2 separate regions of the Mus musculus genome follow, and region 1 is linked to region 2. A link is a contact called in public HiChIP or PLAC-seq data. All regions are on one chromosome and are shown on one strand. Each heading gives the region's core, a stretch centred on a gene start, on an enhancer-like site or on the middle of the called end of the contact. The rest is flanking DNA. Distances are from core to core; before and after follow the strand shown.

Region 1 (4,076 bases), core at 85-2,584, 82 kb after region 2:
GTCCTAAGGCACATCCCCGGCCCTTCAATTTATTTATTTTTATTTTTAAAGGTTTGCTATTTTTATGTGTATTAGTGTTTCGTCTGCATGTATGTCTGTGCACTACGTGCATACAGGGCCCATTGCACCCAAAAGAGGGAGGTCAGCCACCTGGAACTGGAGTTACAGATAGCTTTCAGTTACCATGTGGATTCTGGGAATCGAACCCAGGTCCTCTGGAAGAGCTAATAGACCAGTGCTTTTTTCTTTTTTCTTTTTCTTTTTCTTTTTCTTTTTTTTTTTTTCCGAGACAGGGTTTCTCTGTATAGCCCTGGCTGACCTGGAACTCACTCTGTAGACCAGGCTGGTTTCGAACTCAGAAATCCACCCACCTCTGCCTCTCAAGTGTTGAGATTAAAGGCATGTGCTACAACTGCCCGGCTTCTTTACTTAATTTTTGAGACCCGGGCTCACTGTGTATCTCTGGATGGCCTGGAATTCACAGAGATCCACCTGCCTCTGACTCCTGAACATTGGGATTAAAATGTGTGTGCCTCCATGCCTAGCATAGCCGTGGACTTTTGAGACAGGGTTTCTAAGTAGCCCCTGCTCATCTTGACTGACCTGACTTGCAACCTCCCCGTCCCTGCTTCCTGAACACTGCCATGACCAGCATGCACTGCACCATGGCTTTTCTGTGTGGATCTAGTCCTTATCTTTACAGTCTGAGCGTCTTTTTTTCCTTTTACGTCACTACTAGATTATGGCAGGAACCATGGTTGGATGCTGAGTGGCTTGGGCGAGTGCAGACAGCCTTGTCTTGTTCCTGATCTTAGGAGCAGATGTTCTGTCAGCTGTGATGTTGCAGAAGTCCCGTTAAGGGTGGGAAAATGTGGCTTTCTGATTCTGGTGTTGAATTTTGTCAACTGCTTTATCACTGAGATGGTCATACACTTGTGTTGTTTTAATTTTATTAATGATGCTTTTGAGTTGTTTCTCGATTGCTTGTTTTTGAAATATTGTTTCTGAACCTGGCCTTCCAAAATATGTTCCTTCCAAAGGAAGACAGTTAGACAGACAGACAGACAGACACACACACACACACACACACACACACACACACACACACGGCCTTGTTAGTGTTGGGGATCAAGCCAGGGTACAGCTCTAACTGTAGTTGGCTCAGTGGGCTGTCTGTCCCCCTGTCTGGGCTTGGCTTCATGTTACCATACTCTGCAGCGGTCAGACTTTTAAATCCAATAGGAAACCCCCTCTGTGTCATTCAAGCTGGACCTTGGGCTTTGAGAGCTCTCTCTCTCTCACTTCCCTTGGGGAAGGATTAAAACTTCAGCCTGCTCCTGGAGAAAGTGCGGTTGTTGTGGACAGCAGACCGCAGCTTAGCAACTCTGGCAGGCATGCAGCTGTCTGCCCAGCTTGTCGCTCTCCCCTCCCCCATTCCTCCCTTCCCCTGCCCCGTCTCTCTCACCCCCACTTCTTTTCCTCTGGTCCCTCCCTCTTGTTTCTCCACACACCGCCTCCTGTTTCTCCTTTTCTCCTCTAGTCCCCTCTCTTTCCCCCTGTCTTGGGAGCCCTTTGTCCTTGCTATGACCCCTGTTCTGCACACACACACACACACACACACACACACACACACACCCCTCTCACTCAGTTCCCTTAACAGACCTCACAGCTCCTAATGGATGCGATTTGGCTCCTGTCTGTGCCTTTCTCTTGACCAGACTCCAGGTTTTGGTTTTTGTCTTTTTGGTGGAAAGTACAGGAACTCCTATTTTCATGATACAGGCAGTTTGTCTATAGCATTTGGCTTAGGGCAACAGGGAGCCACTGTTTCAAAGAACACAGCTGTTCTGCCTGTTGAGAGTGGTTGGTGTGTTACAGAGAGCCTCCCCTACCATTTTCAAATAAATGCCTTTTGCTTGGTAGGAAGACAACTTTTACTTTTAAAAATTATTACAGTTACTTTATTTTTGCCCTATGTAGCTGTGGTTGGCCTATCTACTACTTAGCCTAGGCTGGCCTCACACTAGCAACAGTTCTCCTACCTCAGCCTCTTGAGTGCTACACTACAGTGTAACCCTATACCTGGCTGAAAGTCCTCCTATTATTTTTGGTTGTTGTTTGTTTTTTGTTTTGTTTTGGTTTGGTTTTTCGAGACAGGGTTTCTCTGTGTAGCCCTGGCTGTCCTGGAACTCACTCTGTAGACCAGGCTGGCCTCGAACTCAGAAATCCACCTGCCTCTGCCTCCCAAGCGCTAGGATTATAGGCGTGTGCCACCACTGCCCCGCTGGTTGTTGTCTTGAGACATGTAGCCCAGGTTTGTCATGAATTTAGCCTTGTGAGATTAGGTGTGTGTCAGCAGACCTAGCTAGAACTAGTTTTGAATGGATCACAGATAAAATCATCCAGCTCCCATGGCCCGGAGAGAAATCCTAGTGCCTGGACCTGAGCTTGCTCAGAGCTTGGACCTTAAAACAGATAGTAGAAGTTCAATGTGTGTGTGTGTGTGTGTGTGTGTGTGTGTGTGTGTGTGTGTGTGCGCGCGCACGTGCGCCCATGTACACACACATAACCCAGGATAACAATACTTCAGAGTCAGATACATTCGTTAACTGCAGCCAAATATTAGGTCATTCTTTCAACAAAGCAAAACCGTTTGAAAAGTGTTATATCGGAATTATCTTCAGGTGCTTCAGAGATAATTGTGCTCATAAAAGCCAACTGTGTAGTCCGTCCCAGAAGGTAAAATGGTAGACTCGGTAAGACTTGCTTTGGCAGGGGCTGGAGGGATAAACCAGTTGGCTGATGCTTGCCCGGCATGCATGAGGCCTGTGCCCCACACCCAGTGCCACCCGAAGTCCAGCACTGGGGAGAAAGATGTCTTCTGTCACTCACTGGCCCATGGCAGGCTCTCACTGATCTAGAAACTCACTGCCTGGCTAGGTGACTGCCTGGATCCACCTTTCTCTGTCCCTCAGTGTGAGGTAACAGGCACACAAAGCCACCACTGGCCTTTCTATGTGGTTGCTGGGGATCTCCAGACCTTCAAACTGTGAGTTTCTACAAGCTCTGTCGCATCTTCCTAATCCTTCTCTTCTTCTATTTGGGAATAGTGTTCAGCTGGGTTTTCCTGTTACAGTCTCCTTCTTTGAAGCTCTTTTCTGTTGCCCGTATTGTCCCTGATTCTTCAGTTCTGCCATTCCATTGTCTCCGTGTCTAGAATCTGGAGGGGAGGTTTTCCTCTCATGTCTGATAGGCCTCTTCCCAGGGGGCTGTTGGAGGCTGTGGGAACAGCATGGGTGGCTGCAGGCTGGACCTTAAGTGACAGGGTACTGGACAGGTTTTCACTGGGGATTCTGGGAGTCAGTGGCTGGTAGTTCCTTTGTCTTGGGCTGTTGGGTTCCCTTGAAGGATGCTGCCTGTATCCTGTCATTTGATTTGAGCAAGGGAGGGTGTGTGCGGGTGTGTAGGGAGAGACGACCTGGTCTCACATGTTAAGTGTATAGATTTACATGTAACCCTGTCTATAGTATATTGTCAGACCTGCCCTTTTACTTATTTTACTCTTTAATTGTATTTTTTCAGTGCTGGGGATCCAGCCCCTCAGCTCCACCCCTTCCAGTACCTTCCTCAAGCCCCGTGTCCTGTCCACCAGTCCTCTCCCCAGCCCCCTTGCCTTCTTTTGTGTCTGTGCCACTGCAGAGCCCACAGACTCCATTTCAGATTCATCTCCAGTCTCTGCTGGACCACTGCCCGGGTGGGTGTTTGTGGAAGCGATGAGGAGCTGGAATGGGGGCACAGTCCTCCTTCCTGTAGACCGCAGACCAGTTCTCAGCATCTCCATAGTGCAGTCCCACGGGTTCTCAACTTTCTCGCTCCTCCCAGGCAGCCTCAGGCTTTGTCTCCTTAGTGGCTTTGCATGCTTCCAAATTAATCAAAGGTTTTGTCCTCTCTTACAGGCTTTAACTCTTTAAACGCTTCTCTCTCTCAAGGTCTCCTGAGAGTTAAGGGACGATGAGGGACCACTTGGCTGGCTTGTGTATTTGTCTGTCTGTCTCTTATCTTTCTCTGTCTCTCTC
Region 2 (4,362 bases), core at 4-2,503:
ACAGAGGTGTCGGAGGCAGGCACAAGATGAAAAACCCAAAGGTGGGCCGATCTCACAATAGACACCCAGAGAAGGGACAGCCTTCCACATTGGGACAACAGGCAGTGGCTGCGAGTGTCTCATGGTTACCGCAGGCTCACTTCGGATGACTTAGGACTGTGCTTATGATGAGGTATCTGGCAATAACTACAAAATCACAAAGAATGTGCTTTAAAATACGAAGGTTACTTACATATCCCAGTTAGGAGCTATCCGCAGGTGCTGGATTAGCAACTGGAACTAGAATTTAAAAAAGAAAAACATCAAAATGTAAGTTTTATTCAGAACAACATCCAAAGCAATCGGTGAATTAGCAGGGAAACTTACACAGCTGGGGTAAGTGAGACTCCCTCCAGGGAGGTGACCACTGACAGACATGGAACCTCAGCCAGTGTGCCAGCAAAATAAACATAAATAAGAAGTAAGAACTGGGGGCTGGAGAGATGGCTCAGGGGTTAAGAGCACTGACTGCTCTTCCAAAGGTCCTGAGTTCAGTTCCCAGCAACCACATGGTGGCTCACAACCATCTGTAATGGGATCCAATGCCCTCTTCTGATGTGTCTGAGGAGAACTACATTGTACTCATATGCATAAAATAAAAAAATAAATAGAAGAAGAAGAAGAAGTGGTAAGAACCGAGCAATGGAGGGGACAGCTTAGCAGGTAAGAGCAGGTGCTACTTCTGCAGAGGATCCAGGTTCAATTCCCAGCACCCACATAGAGGTTTATAAGCACCAATCACCTGTAACTTCAGCTCCAGGGGAACTGACCCCCTCTTTTTGGCATCCAAGAGCACCTGATGTAACATGCACATGTGCACACACACACACACAATTTAAAGATAAAATGAATCCAGCCGGGCATGGTGGTGCACGCCTTTAATCCCAGCCCTCGGGAGGCAGAGGCAGGCGGATTTCTGAGTTCAAGGCCAGCCTGGTCTACAAAGTGAGTTCCAGGACAGCCAGGGCTACACAGAGAAACCCTGTCTCGAAAAACCAAAAAAAAAAAAAAAAAGATAAAATGAATCTTTAAAAAATTAAGAGCAAGATGTTCTCGATTTGTCCTACTAACTACTCTCCCCACCCCCCACAGACACACAGCAACCTTCACAGGGAGGGAACAAAATGAACTGAAACTCCTCCAGGCTGACTTCAGGGGCTCAGCAGAAAGTGCCACAGTCGCAGCTTCCAGCGGCCCGCCTGAGGAAGTGCCATAGTCGCAGCTTCCAGCGGCTGGCCTGAGGAGCTCTGCCGACCCTGGCCAGTCAGTCACCAGTGAGGCCCGCCAAGGAGAACAGGAAGCGAATGCTGTACGGCTTTCTGTCCTTTCACACATCGGAAACCCTCGCATTTGTCCAGGTGGCCTGGAGCAGGAGCCACCCGAGTTTACTCCAGCACAGAGCTCCATCTCCTGATTACAGACAGGTACAATGGCTCCCGGCCAACACTTAACAAAAATGTCCACAGTTCGAAACCACCATCCACACAACTGCTTCAAGGAAGTTGATGATGATTCCAAAACCTTCATGAGAAAATTTTTCATAAAAAAATAAATCACTTTATTCTTTGTAATTAAATCAGATTACGATTGTATCCATCTGGACATGGTGGCACAGACCTATAATCCCAGCAACTTGGGAAGCTGAGGCAGGAGGATCATATGATCAAGATCTAACTAAGCTACAGAACATGTTCAAGGCCTGGGGAACTCAGAGACGGTGGCTCAAAATAAAAACTAGGGTCAGGGATGTGGCTCAGTGGCAGAGCCCTTGCCTGGCCTGGGTAAGGCTCTGGGATCCCCTGTTCTACCACCACACACACACACACACACACACACACACACACACACATACACACACATACACACACACATATATTCACACACACATACACACATACACACACATATACACACATACACACACTAACATGCACACACACACATACACACACACACACACACACACACACATATCCTTGGTCTATTGTTTTTATTGCCTGTTCTGTTCTACTACTGAGCTGATCATCACTCGGCCCCAAGCTCTTGTTCACATGTCTTTGAAATACAGAGGCCAACCACACAGAGTAGGTGGTGGGGCCCTGGGAGGCCCATCTACCCTGCAGTACCTACCAGCGGGGAGTGAAGCAGCCTGGTGGCCACCTCCTTGTGCGTGGCCACCACACACAGGTAGCACAGGAGGTTCAGCTTGGCCCGCAGCGCCCCTGTGCTCTTCTCGCTGGAGTCGATCTGGGAGCACACCTGCTGCAGGAAGTCATTCCAGTCTTGGTCCTTGAGGACCAGCAACTTCTCCACTGTGGAGGGAAGGAAGCAGAGGGAGCACGTGTGAGGTGGAGAGGGCTGAGCAGACATCCAGTGAGAAGCAGAGGAACAGAGAACTCAGGGCCGGGATGAGGAGGAAACACTACATGACAGTTAACAAAAAGGCACCCCACCTCGGCTCTGAGGCGATGCGCTACTTGGCTGGCCTCTACCCAGGGAGACATAACCATGTCAGTGAACAACTGCTACAATAAGAACAGTAATGACAATGACCATAATAATAATCTTTTCGGGTCAAGAGCTGGGGAGACAGGGAGCCTTGCAAGCATGAGGACGTGAGTCTGAAGCCACACATGCAATCCTGACCCTCAGCAAGTGACGGCTGAGGCTTCCTGGGGCTCCGTGGCCAGCCAGTCTAGTCTAGTCAATGAGCTCAGATCAAGGGACCTCCCTCTGAAGAGATAGACAGTGTGTCTAAGGATAACACTGGGGCCATGCTCTGACACACATGCTCACACTTGCATGTGTACAGATCCAACCACATACAGCTACATCCACTCACATCTACACACACTTTTACAAGTCTGGTAAAATGACTGTTAGACACATCCAGGTCGGTAGGGTGGCTGGCAAAACCTGGAACTCCAGCCTCCAGCTTCCCGCACAAACCAAAGACATCAAAAATGGCGTCTAACCGCACGACAAATGCCAGAAATGGCATCTAACTGCAGGACAAACGGCAGAAGTGGCATCTAACCACACGACAAACGCCAGAAATGGCGTCTAACAGCACAGATCTTACCTTATCTCTATCCATAGACAGACTCGTTTATAAAAACTGCAACTGTTCTCTAACTCTCAGGGGAAGGACTGAGTGATTTCCTGGGTTTCACGGGTAAGGGTTCTCGATACTAGCCACACTATGACTCTGTCACTTTGGTCCCTCAGAAGCGTCCCTCTTGGAGGCTTTGCTCTTAGCTTGTATCCATGTATGAGCTTGGCCTGCACTCATGTAAGTCAGTGTCTTCTTAACTGTGCATCCGTTTTGTTATCTCTAATTTAGTCCCAATCACCGAGTGACCTAGCCACAGAGGAGAACTGGCCCACTAAAAAGATGAACAGCAAAATTCCTGAGGTTCACTCCAGGAAAGACTTTCATGGGCTGAAGGGTAATGATCAGCAGCCATTAGCTATCTCTTCTCAGACACCATCCCCATGAGGGGAATCACATCCCCACAGGGGTGAGCCACCCAACTTCGCTCTCCACTGTCCTGGTCCTCCTAACACAATCCCAAACCTTTGGACTGTTGGCACTCACAGCAGCAACATGCAAGACTGACATCTCGCTGGCTTTACCAGGGAAGGGCAGAGACTCTCCATTCACTCAGCAAGAAAACAGGCCCAGCACCCCAGAGGCTTCCCCACCCACAAAAAGACATCAGCCCAGAGGAAAATCAAAAGCTGGCAAGGACAGAGACATCTGCAGTTGACCCCTGGTGTGCAGGAGGTGGGCCGAAAGCATTAACAAGAAAACAGGTCATTAGCTATTCCTCTCACAAACCAAGCAGCTAATGTAAGTAAAGAAGGTTCATATGCAATCTGTGTACAAAGGCCTGCGTGTTCGATGGGTCTGTGACTTACCAGAATATGCTGGTAGGTGCAAGATTTTTGGATCAAACTTGATTGCAGGTTGTTTCATTATCTGTGGTAGGAAAGCCACTTTTGAGAAACCTTTTAAACTCAATAGCTGTCCCTGTATCCAAACACAGACCAACAAAGTCAGAAAAGAACCATCTGACACTTAACCCTCTGGTCTGTCATCAAAAGGATTCAGGCTGGGTGTAGGGCATAACCCTGTGGTCCCAGCCCTGGGAGGTACAGGCAGGAGAGCTAAGGGTTCACCTAGGCTGCAGAGCAAGACCCTGTCTCAAAGCACCAGCAAACAAAAATAATTCAATGGTGCCATGTGAGATTCAAAGATATAAATATAGATAGAGTGTTTCCTTTTAAAATCCATTTCCACCAATATCTTCAGTAAGACAG

What was found. HiChIP or PLAC-seq counts read pairs in DNA pulled down with a chosen protein or histone mark.
Region 1: a contact with region 2 is called in an H3K27ac HiChIP or PLAC-seq map of microglia, with 3 times the contacts expected there. The contact joins two enhancer-like sites. A contact is called at or near these places in 7 of 115 datasets of contacts at active chromatin or transcription factors (bone marrow-derived macrophages, embryonic stem cells, extraembryonic endoderm stem cells and 3 more) and 3 of 9 other capture datasets (adipose tissue, liver and pancreatic islet).

What each region holds. Positions count from the first base shown.
Region 1 is chr9:121,330,882-121,334,957 of GRCm38.p6, forward strand. It overlaps a transcript of Trak1 not described here. Among named protein-coding and RNA genes, the nearest start is that of Trak1, 34 kb to the right of the region's middle. Within about 2 kb of position 1,335, at least 225 of the 459 cell types and tissues checked have an H3K27ac peak or open chromatin away from gene starts, as enhancers often do. A contact at or near this core is called in bone marrow-derived macrophages, heart atrium and microglia, where this site is marked.
Region 2 is chr9:121,248,693-121,253,054 of GRCm38.p6, forward strand. It overlaps Ulk4 (unc-51-like kinase 4), which reads right to left. Exons shown (of 37, transcript NM_177589.3): 14 at 3,961-4,021; 15 at 2,170-2,351; 16 at 233-279. Among named protein-coding and RNA genes, the nearest start is that of Gm34735, 19 kb to the right of the region's middle. Within about 2 kb of position 1,254, at least 16 of the 459 cell types and tissues checked have an H3K27ac peak or open chromatin away from gene starts, as enhancers often do. A contact at or near this core is called in bone marrow-derived macrophages, heart atrium and microglia, where this site is marked.